2 separate regions of the Mus musculus genome follow, and region 2 is linked to region 1. A link is a contact called in public HiChIP or PLAC-seq data. All regions are on one chromosome and are shown on one strand. Each heading gives the region's core, a stretch centred on a gene start, on an enhancer-like site or on the middle of the called end of the contact. The rest is flanking DNA. Distances are from core to core; before and after follow the strand shown.

Evidence for each region. HiChIP or PLAC-seq counts read pairs in DNA pulled down with a chosen protein or histone mark.
Region 2: an HNF4G HiChIP or PLAC-seq map of pancreatic cancer cells shows a contact between it and region 1. The contact joins two enhancer-like sites. A contact is called at or near these places in 1 of 115 datasets of contacts at active chromatin or transcription factors (pancreatic cancer cells) and 1 of 9 other capture datasets (embryonic stem cells).

The regions. Positions count from the first base shown.
Region 1 is chr7:89,770,400-89,777,035 of GRCm38.p6, forward strand. The region is part of intron 3 of Me3 (malic enzyme 3, NADP(+)-dependent, mitochondrial); the gene reads left to right. Among named protein-coding and RNA genes, the nearest start is that of Ccdc81, 130 kb to the right of the region's middle. Within about 2 kb of position 3,067, at least 76 of the 459 cell types and tissues checked have an H3K27ac peak or open chromatin away from gene starts, as enhancers often do. A contact at or near this core is called in pancreatic cancer cells, where this site is marked.
Region 2 is chr7:90,367,736-90,374,371 of GRCm38.p6, forward strand. Sytl2 (synaptotagmin-like 2) reads left to right here. Exons shown (of 20, transcript NM_001368878.1): 5 at 3,722-3,803; 6 at 5,092-5,206. Among named protein-coding and RNA genes, the nearest start is that of Ccdc89, 55 kb to the right of the region's middle. Within about 2 kb of position 2,971, at least 76 of the 459 cell types and tissues checked have an H3K27ac peak or open chromatin away from gene starts, as enhancers often do. A contact at or near this core is called in pancreatic cancer cells, where this site is marked.

The sequences.
Region 1 (6,636 bases), core at 1,817-4,316:
AATATATTACATTTGCAAAATCCAGGAAGGCCAAAAATGAATAAAAACAAAACAAAAAAACCAAACTTCTTACATTTTTTTTTCTTTCTGTCAAAAGAAGGCTGTAATCTAGACATCAGCCAGATACAGGAGGCAGAGTGGCTTCTTGCCTGCTTTTCTATACTACTCTGACTCCTTTTGGTTGTTATTCATTTAGGTGTGAGTGTAGGGATTGTGGGGGGTGTTTGTTTGTGTGCACATGTGTGCCTGTATTCATGCATGTGTGCATGTGTGTGTGTATGTTTGTTTGTGTGTATGCACATGTGCCTGCCTGCATGCACGAATGAATGCATGAGTGTGCCTACATGCATGTGTGTTTGAGTGTGTGTATGTGTGCGTGTTTCCACACACATGTGCCTGTGTATGTGCATGTATGTGTGTGTGAGTGTGTATGTGTGTATGTGTGTGTGAGTGTGTGTGTGTGTATTTGGGTACATGTAGATGTCAAATGTTGACATCGGCTGTCTTCCTCAGTTGTCGCTACCTAATTTGTAAGACAGTCTCCTTCACTGGACCTGGAGCTCAGCAATTTGGCCATGCAGCTGGCAGGCAAAGCTTCAGGAGCTGCTTGACTCTGCACTAGGGTTGCAGATGTGCATGGCCATGCCAGCTTCTACAGAACTTAATGCTGGGGATCCACATCAGGACCTCCTGTCTGTGCAGCAAGCACTTAGGAACAACAAAATAATTCTATGGTTGGAGGTCACCACAACACAAGGAACTGTATTAAAGGGACACAGCATTAAGAAGGTTGAGAACCATTCATTGCCCTAGAACAACAACCAACATCTTAGTCACCAAGACATATTTCCAGCCCCTTATTATTTGGATCTTAAGAACTATATGGGAAAGAATTCAAACAATACAGCCAAAAGAATGAGCTTTAAAAAACAACAACAACAAGCTGGGGGTGGGATTGGCAACGACATCTCAGTAGGTAAAGGTGCCAACTGCAAAAGCCTGGCAACCTGAGTTTGAGCCCCAGAGCCCACACAAGGGTGAAAAGAGAGAACAGACTCCACAAAAGTTGCCTTGTGACCTCCACATGAGCACCACCACCCCTCAACGATAATAAAAATTGAAACAAACAAACAAAAAAGCCTTGAATTTCTTTAGTTGGCATCCAAATGAATGTAATGCACTAAATCTGCAGATCAGCAAGTTTTTCGAGTGAAAAGGAAAAAGCAAATCATAATTGTATCAAGACAAACAGAAACCAGAATATGCAGTCACCCCATCTCTGAGCAGAGACAGGAAATTCAATGTCTCTGGGGGGATCTGACCTATACTCTTCTGACAAGCTTGTCTAGCACAACTTGAAACGTATCAAGAAGCTGTTTTGCCACAAGAAAATCAAGAAGAGGGAAGACCAATGAATGGATACTTCATTCCTCCTTAGAATAGGGAACAAAATACCCATGAAATGAGTTACAGAGACAAAAATTTGGAGTTAAGATGAAAGGATGGACTATCCAGAGACTACCCAACCCGGGGATCCATCCCATAATCAGCCACCAAACCCAGACATTATTGCATATGCCAGAAAGATTTTGCTGAAGGGACCCTGTTATAGCTGTCTCGTATGAGGCTATGCCAGTGCCTGGCAAATACAGAAGTGGATGCTCACAGTCATCTATAAGATGGAACACAGGGCCCCCAATGGAAAAGCTAGAGAAAGCACCCAAGGAGCTGAAGGGGTCTGCAACCCTATAGGTGGAACAACAATATGAACTAACCAGTACCCCCAGAGCTCTTATCTCTAGCTGCATATGTAGCAGAAGATGGCCTAGTCAGCCATCACAGGGAAGAGAGGCCCCTTGTTATTGCAAACTTTTTATGCCCCAGTACAGGGGAACGCCAGGGCCAAGAAGTGGGAGTGGTTGGGTAGGGGAGCAGGGCAGAGGGAGGGTATAGGGAACTTTTGGGATAGCATTTGAAATGTATATAAAGAAAATATCTAATAAAAAGAAGAAGAAGAAGAAGACGAAGAAGAAGAAGAAGAAGGAGGAGGAGGAGGAGGAGGAGGAGGAGGAGGAGGAGGAGGAGGAAGAAGAAGAAGAAGAAGAAGAAGAAGAAGAAGAAGAAGAAGAAGAAGAAGAAGAAGAAGAAGGAAGAAGAAGAAGGAGGAGGAAGAAAAAGAAGAAGAAGAAGAAGAAGAAGAAGAAGAAGAAGAAGAAGAAGAAGAAGAAGAAGAAGAAGAAGAAGAAGAAGAAGAAAAGAAGAAGCTGTTTTGCTATGGTGCTGTGTTGATGTGCATGGATATCCTTAATCGAACAAGGTGGATTTAATGACTCCAGCTTCATTCTAGAGATGAACAATCCAGGTTGCACTGGATCTGAGGTTAAAATCCAAGTCTGTCTGGCTTCAAATCCAAGTTATTACAATGGTTCCAGGGACCTATGTGAGCCCTGATAGATTGTAGACAGTTAGCCATAGAGTTTTAGTAGTTATGTGATCGATCTACTGCTTTCATTTTGCAGATGGGGAAACAGATTGAGAAAGGTCCAATAATCTCACAAGCCTATGGCTGGTGGGAAATCTCTCCTGCCCTGTCTTCACTGCTCCAGACCCACATTCAAGGAAGGAGAAAAAGAGACTGGCCACCTAACGGAATACTGTGCTTATACAGTTGCATAAGTCCACACCCCTGGGAATCACTGGAAGCGGGCGGCACTATGGCTCTTTTTGTAATGCTGAATCTACTTAAGGAAACCTATTCTATAGCAGCCAGGAGGAGAAACAGGAAAAGAAATGGCCAATTGGCTTTCTGAGTCAACTCCACCTTTTCACGCTGAGATTTAGCTGTTCCAGTATTCTACGCTTATCTTTAACCCTCCAATAATGACTTCATTATTTACTCTATTATGCTATATTTTTTTTCTGATCCTAAATTAGAATGCCCTCTGGACCAGAGACAAATACATTTGTCCTTGCATCCCATGTGCCCAGTATTATGCTTCCCACAAACCATACTACATGAAGCCATGCCAGCTAAAGGTAATGATTAACCTTAAGTGTGCGAGTTCAAGATAATTCCTACCCACTCCAAGGCCCAGTCTCTGGTGTCACTTAGATAAAAATCATTGCCTGTGACTTTAAGCCTCACACCCAAAACAAGTTCACTCACTGTTCACTGTCATCTAAGAAGGTCAGAAGGAAAGGGGCCCTCCATTGGGTGGGGATGGGAACACACCCATCTACTTCCTTTGTAAAGTCCCACCTCAGAGGGAAGTGGACTCCAAACAGGATGGGCAGTCCAGGGTACAGGAAATAAGCTATGGCGCTTCAGGGTGCTTAAATAAACTGTTCCTCAAGAGTGAAAGTACAACCAACAATGGAGTGTGAGTGACCCCCCACTGACACCTGCCCTGTCTGTAGGCACCCTGTCTCCCACTGCAGCCAAGTCGCACACACCATGGGTCTTGTCTTCCCTTCACAATCTGTAGGTATCTGGTCTGCAGAGTCCCCAATGGGTTCAGGGTTTGCAGATCCCGTTCCTACGTGTCTTAGATTGTTTCTCCTGTATGCAGCTGACTTTAACAAAGTGCTAATGGGCTTTAAAAATAGCTTCTTGTGGATTTTTCAGAGGACAGGCTGCCTTCCAGCCAAAAATGTGTGGAATGGTGGTTTTCTGTCAACAATGAGTCTTTGTTATGGAGTTGAAAGTGCAGGTCCCTCCTCCTGAGCCCACTGCAGAGGTTTGCCTGATGCAATTGACCCTGTTTTAATTAAGTCTTCCTTTTGTGTTGGACTCAGTGCCAAGAAGTCTAAATGAATGCTATGGATTTCAATGGGTTTTGTTGTTTGGGGTTGTCATTTATTTCCAAGTCTATTTTAGGACCTGTGTAAGGGTCATTCCCTTGCAAAACCTCAAGATAAGGGTTAAGAGACTTTTTCTCAAAAAAAAAAAATAACATTCTCAAGAGTGAACACTATCTTTGTTTTGCTTTCTCTCCAATGTAATTGAATTCTCAACGTCAAGAAAATTTTCCTGCCTCCTGATGGAAACTGGAGACAAAGATGTAACTCACAGGCCTCCATAGATGGGGGAAACTTCACCTGCATTTACCCTCAGGAAACTCTAACAGATCTAGCTTAGTTGGCAGAGTACTAGCATCTATGAAATCCTGGATTTGTTCCCTAGCATCATAACATCTGTAATCCCAGCACACTGTGGGGAAAGGTAGGAGAATCAGGAATTCTAGGTCATCCTCAACTACATAATAAGTTTATTAGAGGCCAGCCTAGACTGCACAAGCTCACTTTGGCACTACTCATGCCATGCCAGGAAATTTCACCAAGGCCAACTTGGCAACTAACGCCAAACAGTTATCACTCTTGACCTTAATCAGAGCAGCCTCTCCTCTATTTCATGAAGTGTGATGAAGACAGAGACCTATGAGTTCACAAGGTGCTAAGCATAAATAAATAAAAAGTGGAGTGCTTAGCCCTAAACAAGGTACCTATATCACCCCTCCAAGACTCAGAGAATATTGTGCTATAAGAGCCAGAAGATAGGGAAATGAACTGTAAAATGCCTTCTACTGGGCAATACATAGCCACTGCAATCATGAGCTCTCAGCAACTGTAGATGATTGCACAAGAATGGACACATTAGCAACCAGACAAGAGCAGAGAAGAGAGACTCAGCATGCCCTACCTATCATGGCTGAACTGTTTCCTTCTAGCAGATTCAAGGAAAGGACAGTCATTGCCATTGGTTGTGTACCCACTGGTGACCCTACCATGAGCCAACAGATATTCATCTGATGATTGTACAGATTAGGCCAATTGAGTCACACAGTAAACCAAAAGTCATTAATCTGGGAAAGGGACAGATTAGGGAGGGGGGTGAGTCTTGACAAATGTTTGAGGAGATAAGAAAGGGTAGGGGAAGAGAGTAACCAGAATGTGTCAAAACTGTCTATTAAATTATCAAAGGACTAACTTAACAAGAAGTAAAAATTAAAAAATGAAAAATAATAATGAAATTTTTTTAATTTAAAATTGGGAACCATGTGGAGAAGGAATTGTGATGACCACTATTCAGGGCTAGAATACAAAAATTTGGAAACTTGGCTTCTTCAAGTCCTAGGTTTTGTTGGAATAAGTTATCACAGGCTAAGTGGCTTGGGACAACAGGACTTCTGAAATCAGGGTCCTGTTCTCTTTGAGTGTTGGAGGACAGCATTCCCCTGCCCTTCCAGGCCTCTAGTGTTTACTGGCAAACCTTTGCTTTCCATGCCTTACAGACATAGGGGCCAATCTCCGCTTCCACCTCTGCATGTCCAGTCTTCCCTCTGTCTGGCATTGTCTTTCCTTCTAATAAGGCCAGAACTCTTCTAAATAAGGCCCCACCAAATGATACCATCTTAATTGACTATTCCACAAAGACACCATCTCTAAATAAGGTCACCGGTACAGAGGGTTCGGATTTTAACATTTAAGTCCAGCTCACACAATGTCCATGGCTTAGATGTTCACAAGACCATCTAGAGATAGTAAGTTTATGTGCTCAGTTTGTAACTGAGTCTAGCTTTGTCTCATTCCAGCCCTGCATCCTGCATCACTCATCATCCCTAATTCATATACTGTGCAGAATACCTGTTGTGTGCATGGCACCATGCCAGGCTACAGTTTTACAGCTATGAATAAAACAGATGCAGCCCAAGCCTCATTAAACATCAAACAGTCTAGTCAAATGAGATGCACATTTGAAATCTAATTCCATAACCATCATTTGCTCCCATAGCATATTTCCAGTAATGTAGGCTGTCATTTTCAGCTCTAGCTGGGGAAGAAGAAAATGAGAACTCCTTCAAAAAGGTGTGGCCCTCACTTCTGCTTTCACCAAAGTGTCAAGTTTTGCTTTATATATGAGATATCCCTGTAAAAAACAAAAAGTTGTTCGGCAGAGAGAACCATGGTCATGTCATGTTATTAAACAAATAATTCTAAAATCTCAATGCTTAAAACAATGTTTATTGGCCAGCCAGAAGAACAAATTGGTGCCTAGCCCAATGGTCGTCAGAGAGGATTCATCCAGTAACTGGATGGAGCAGATTCAGACATCCACAGCAAAACATTAGGTGTAACTTGGAGAGCCCCATGGAAGAAGAAAAGAAAGAATTGTAGGAGCCGGAGGGGTTTAGGACACCGTGGGAACACAGAATCAACCAAGCAGGGCTCATAAGGGTTCACAGAGACCAAAGCAGCAGTCACAAAACCTCCATGGGACTGTCCTAGGTCCTCTGCATATATGTTATGGTTGTGTAGCTTGGTGTTCCTGTGGGACTCTTAACTGTGGGAGTGGAAGATGTCTCTGACTCTTTCTCCTGCTCTTGGGACTCTTTTCCTCCTGCTGGGTTACCTCATCTGCCCTTGATATGAGGACTTGTGCCTAGTCTTGTTGTAACTGGTGCTGTGTTTGTTTGATATCCCTGGGAGGTCTGCTCTTTTCTGAAGGGAAACGGGAGAAGTGGATCTGGAGGGAAAGGGGATATGAGGGTTCAGAGAAGGGGGAGCAGTGGAAGGAGAGGAAACTGCAGTAGGAATGTTATGTATGAGAGAAGAATTTTTAAAAGAAACCAAACATTT
Region 2 (6,636 bases), core at 1,721-4,220, 600 kb after region 1:
AAAAGGCATATGAAGATGATTAAAACACTAGGGATCAATCCTAGTGTTTTAATCATCTTCATATGCCTTTTTTTTTTTCCAAGTGTGACTTCTGGTATCACAGGTCCCTTCTGAAAAATGTATGGAAGAAGGAAGTTACAAAGCATAGGCTATGGTACTTGGCTTTCTTCCCAGTTTAAAAATCTCATCATGCATTTAGGCATGGTGGCTCACACATTTAATTTCAGCCCTTGGGATGCAGACACGGGTGTACCTCTGTGAGGACAAGGTCAGCCTGATCTACATAGAGAGTTCCAGGATAGCCAGGGCTATGTAGTAACACCCTATCTCAAAAAATGTCTTCATGTGTAATACATTGAACATCTATTGGTTCATGACAGCATCTACCTCTCTCTGGTAGGAGTGGAATTCTAAGGAACAAAATATACTCTATCTGGCCATTAAAAGATTACAATTTGATGCAATATAGATCTTTTGTGTAAAGTGTCAATAAAATGTGTAATAATGAGACAAGTTATGCTGCAGGAGGGGAGATTTGCATTTTGCTTGAAAATGACAGGGCTGACTGTGGCACACAATGCAGTACAGAGTTGAGTGAAAACCACCATGAGGCACATGAATAGGCCAACAGCTATGTTTAACCAGAGAATGCTAGGACAGACTTCGGTAAGGGGGAAGCTGGCTTCATCTCTAGTAAGTAAAGTTATAATCAGGATGTGCAACTGGGGCCTCTGGAGCCTGAATGCAGAGATAACTTATCCTTTGAGGTTAGAAAATGGGACACTTTGCTCCTTCTTAGAATTGGGAACAAAACACTTATGGAAGGAGTTACAGAGACAAAGTTTGGAGCTGAAACGAAAGGATGGACCATCTTGAGACTGCCATACCCGGGGATCCATCCCATAATCAGCCTCTAAACACTGATACCATTGCATACACCAGCAAGATTTTGCTGAAAGGACCCTGATATAGCTGTCTCTTGTGAGGCTATGCCGGGGCCTGGCAAACGTAGAAGTGGATGCTCACAGTCAGCTATTGGATGGAACACAGGTCCCCCAATGGAGGAGCTAGAGAAAGTACCCAAGGAGCTAAAGGGGTCTGCAACCCTATAGGTGGAACAACAATATGAACTAACCAGTACCACCAGAGCTCGTGACTCTAGCTGCATATGTATCAGAAGATGGCCTAGTAGGCCATCATTGGGAAGAGAGGCCCCTTGGTCTTGCAAACTGTATATGCCTCAGTACAGGGGAATGCCAGGGCCAAGAAGTGGGAGTGGGTGAGGAGGGGAGTGGGGGGGCATGGGGGACTTTTGGGATAGCAGTTGAAATATAAATGAAGAAAATACCTAATTAAAATAAATAAGTAAATAAGAAAGTGGGAAGGAGTAAGATATAATAAGGACATGTCTAGGACATGTCTGCCCCTTGGTGACAGCCAGTCTCCGTGTCTGGGTCAGACCCTCCGATTTTCCAGCTGCTTTACTTAATAAAGGAGATCATTTACACTGTGTCAGGCATCTGGTGTATACTGTTCATCAGATTTCACACTGGCCCATTTTGTGGGGAATTTATTACATTTATTTCCCCTTTCTTCCCTCAGAACCCTCCAATATACTCCCCTTTGCTTTCTTTCACATCCACGGCCTCTTTTTCAATTGTTGTTACCTGTGTGAATAAACACAACCTGTTCGGAATGCTTAATGTTACTTGTATGTATATGGTTTTAGAGTTGGCCATTATTGGATAATTAATTGGTGTACTCTTCCCGAGGAAGACTATCTCTCTTGCTCTCAGCATTCCTGTGTATGGTAGGCTTTGTATGGATGGGCTTTCCCCATTCGTGTTAGCATGGCTATTGGAGCTGTTCTTGTTCAGCTCACACTTCAGCAGCCACTCTGGTAAGACTTCGATGGGTGTAGCCTCTGACATTTCTAGGAGACACAATCTTACAACAAACTCCCTCTCTTATAGTCTTTCTGTCCCCTCTTCCACAATGATCCCTGTGTATAAGGTACAGAAGTTGTGTTATCTGTCTATCAGTTGGGGTTGGGCTGCACAGTTCTGCATTTTGACCTGTTATGTTTTTCTGTAATGGTCACTATCTGTTGCAAAGAACTTTCCTTGGTGATGGATGAAGGATAAAGTTATATGTGGGTATAAGGACAAATAGTTAAAATGTAGTTAGGAATTGTGCTAGTTTAATAGGGTGGCAATTGTAGGTTCTCCTCAAGGCCCATGGTCTACCTAGCACTGGGTAATTGGCTAGGTTCCCCTACTGACCACTTAAAGTGACACTGGAGAGAAATGGCCTCTCAGTTCTGAGGTGTTGGCCTTTCATGTGGACACCAAATTCTATCAGTGGCCATGCTTCTTTTTGACAACTTAATTTGACTTTGCGTCCACCTAGTACAGGAATAGATTTCCTATCAACTATGTCCAGATTTTGGTTCCATTACAAGTTCTTCCTGTATTTTCCGTTTCATATGTCCTGCCTTCCCCTTTCTTTGGCTTTGTGTGACGGGGCTGTAAATGACACCTCCTCCGATGTACTTTCTTTTTGGATCAATAAGGAAGGTGATGGAAGGAAGGATGATTTTCTTAAGAGCTTAATGAGAAAAAAAATAGCAGTTCAAATACAGAAATGAAACCACAAATTGCTAGCCTTGGGGTTTAGTGGCAGCAATCTTTGGCAAGGTTCCATGACCCTAGGGTGAATTGTTTCCTTGCCTGGGTTTCTGTTCCTCTGCCATGAGGGGAAAAGCCATCCCCTTCAGAGGATTTTTCCAAGCTCCTGATTCTGATGTCACTAAGAACCGGTAGAGATTGAGAGGGAGCAGCAGTTCCAGCCAACAGTGACTTCATTTTTTTTTTTTTTATGTCTATGGCAAAGCTCCCTGGAGCAAGCCTTCTCAGCAAGCAGATTTCCCTCCTGTCCTGGGATTCTGTGACCCACTTTTCTTCTTACTCATAGTCAAGGGAGTGGCCTGCTCAACTCATCATGCTCTTGGCACTCTTTGTTTACTTTCACCCCGGGGGCTGTGCAGCCTTTGGCAAGGGCATCATGGTTTAGAAAATCCTGTGGACTTCTTTCAAATAGCTGCCATCTACCCATCCCCCACTTTCTCAATGGCCTTCTGGTACTTTTCTTTTGTACCGGGGTAAGAACTCATCTATTAGCTTGTTGGAACGATGGTCATAAGAGATTGCTGTAACCCACTAGCTTTTGTGTATAGTTATCTGACTTGGTCATTCTATCTCCTTGGCAGGTCACTTGCCTTATCCAGTCTCTGCTTCAGTTATATTTTATATGTATTAGGAGGAACACTGCCATGGGATTAAGATTTTGTGACTTTATTTCAGCCATAAAGCCCATTGCTCACTTTCTCACGTGTATCTTATCTTAGATCTAAGTTTGAAACGAGTTCATTTCTGCAAGTTGAAGTTGTGAGTGAACCTCTTGTGTGCCTGTACCCTGGACGTCTTCAGGGACCCTAATAGGTGTTTTTGTCTTCTCTCATGCTGCCCTTACATCTTTGTCTCACCATTGCCTTTGTTTTGGTCCCTAATCATGGCTGGAGCCCAGTTTCTTCTCCCTTCTTGCAGTTTGATCTTGTAACCTTCCCCACTTCTCCTGTCTTAGAAGCTCTTGGCCGTGGAGCCATGATCGATGCCTCGGACAGGGTGAGATTTTATTTTCTGAGTGATGGTTTCTTTTGCAGTTCCAGTTTGGTGGATCCAGCTTCCAGTGTGATTGATATGTCCCAGGAAAGTACGAGGACTCCAGCTGTGTCTCTGCCCAAGGTAGATGGAGCCCAGATGGTTAAAATCTCATTATCGGCAAGAGTGCCAAATTTCCCATCATGTTAAAGCAAAACAAAATACAGAGACTCCTATAATTCATTGTGTGCATCAGATGTACATAATTTGGGTATTTAGTTTAAGAAGTTACTCCGGGGGTGGATAAAGTTGATAATTATTATGTTTGTGTTGCTAAAGGTCCAGCTTTCTTTCTGTCCCCAATAGTTAAACAATTTAAGGGCAGAAGAGATGGGTTGCCTTAGTGCTGAAGAGAGTTCACTGTTCATGCAGAGGACATGAGATTCTTAACTGCCTGTAACTCCAGCTCCAGAGACCCAATGCTTCTGGCTTCTGTGAGCCCCTGCATGCTCAGTACCCACCCCCATCACATACACATAATTAAACCTTAAAATTGTTTTTAGAAGAGCCAGGTGGTGACCCATCATTTAATCCCAGGCCTTGGGATGAGCAGAGAACAGACACAGTAAGATCTCTGGGAGTTCCAGGCCAGCTTAGGACGCATAGTGAGACTCTGGTAAAAAAGTGAAAGGTAAAAATCCTCTATGGCATTGCCGTTCGTGGGCTATGGAATGTGGCTTGTCCATTCTACCACGGTCCTTACTTTTAGGCATAGCTTCTCGAATGTCTCTTGGAGGTCTGTTTCCAGGAGAAACTGACTATTTGTAAAACTACAAGCAGTCATCATTTATAGTCAGTTATATTAATATGAAAAATCAGAGGCAGGAATGTTGTGAAGCCTAGGCCATTGTGTAGCCTGTGTAGGAAGGCCCTGTCTCAAAACAGCAACAAAGCCAGTCTGAACGTACTTAAGCCTGTGTTTTCAGAGTTGTCCATAGTAATGATGATGAAGCGCCTCAAGATGACTGAAGTCATCATGCAAGTAACTTTGAAAGAACGGTTATCTAATGTAGTAAGTAAGTCATGTGGTAGGAAGGGCCCTACTGAGAATCTGACCTAGTTAGAAAGCTAGGATTTCCTTGCCCTTGACCAGACCTTTACTATCAATCAGGGTCGTTGTTACCAATAAAATGCACTTCTGATCTGACTCAAAGGACTTTGGCTATGCATATACTTTATATAATTGTACCTATGTCTTTTGTATTATGCAGAGTAATTTTATGCTAACCAAACTAAACAGTTGCTCTAGGCCCTAACATGCCTAGATTGGACTGGTTAAAGCTATCAAATATGTGTGCTCATAAGCATTTGGTAACACGGGGTCGCTGTTATGACATTTAAACCACGTTTAATAAACACAATTTTTCCCCAGCAAAGGAAGAATCCATTCAACAGCCCCAAGCTGCCGGAAGATCACTCCTTGCAACAAACCAAACCCGAGCAGTCAAAAACTGGAAAAGCTGGTTTATTTCAGATTTCAAAAGAGGGTAAATATTATTTTTCTGGCCTAGCTATTTTTATCTTTGTTATCTGTGGACAGGGGGGAAATGCTCAGAGTTCTTTTCACTAAAATAACTCCCTGGAGAAAGTGAGAAGTCTTGATGGTTTTCTTCTGCCGCTCTGTCCATTGTCTAGATAGCAGGGACTGAATGTCTGCACATTCCAGTCCTGGTGTTGCCACTTGTTCTGTGACCTCCGTGCTCTCAGGTCCCTCAGCAGTGACATGGAAAAGTTTTGACCCAGAGGCATGCAGTCTTTCACATAATAGTATTGCTTGCATGCCTACCACGTGCCAACACTGTTGTCTGTTTAAAAGAAGTTGACAAAAAAAATTTAAAGTGGTCCCAGGAAGAAATGTCAAAGCTTTCTGCTCAGGAGGGTTTGATCATGTGTGTGGTTTGACTGAGCTAAGTTTGTCACTTGTGGAAGTTTACATGCCAGGAAGAGGAAATTCTGTCTCTTCAAAAGCAACTGTAGGGTGATATCACTCACTGAAGATTAGTCAAAGATGGGAAAGAGTTGGACAGTGATCTAGAACCTTCTATTAGCCTGTCTTAATATGTTTCCCATTGGGTACACTTTACAATACACAAATATCATGTAGGAAAAAAGCCATTGGAGCATGTTAGCTCTTTTTAAACTTTTTTGATAAGACATTAGTCTTAGGTATTGGAATTTTTATTTTAAGCATTGAGTTACTTTTTATGGTTTTAATATATAATTTTAAAAGATGGTGTTTGTATTTTTCTTTCAGCCTCCTTTGAGAAATTTTTAAAAAGTTTTCAAAAATTATTTTATGCATGCTTGGTGCCCTCATAGTTCAGAAGAGGGCATCAGATTTTCTGGGAACTGGAGTTACAGATGGTTGTGAGCCACCATGTAGATGCTGGGAATTAAACCAAGGTCCTTTGTAAAAACAACAAGTGCTTTTAATCACTGAGACATCTTTCAAGCCCCTTCAAACTCTATTTGCAATGTTTTTATAATCAGTAAAAAGTGTCACCAAGCAAATAAAGCACGGTAATATTTTCAATAATTTTTACATACAAGAAATCTTGTTATGACATCTTACACATATATTTCATTGTATCTTGCTTGCATTAATTCCCACTGCCTCCCTCCATCCTTCCCTCTCCTGCTTAGTTCTCCAACTTGTGGAAAATACCCCCCCCCCACTTTCAGCCTTTATTTCACACACACACACACACACACACACATACACGAACGCACGCACACCTTGATTTCACATAAGAAAAATATGTGATATTTTTGCTTCTCTCTATATTTTCATTTTGTTTCTCTTTCCTTTCTCTTTAATCGTCTCTCTATATGTTCGTAGTGCCTTTTGTACTTTCGCATCCCATGTGTGCACACATATAGAGGTCAGATAGCAACTTTGTGGACTTGGTTCTCTCTG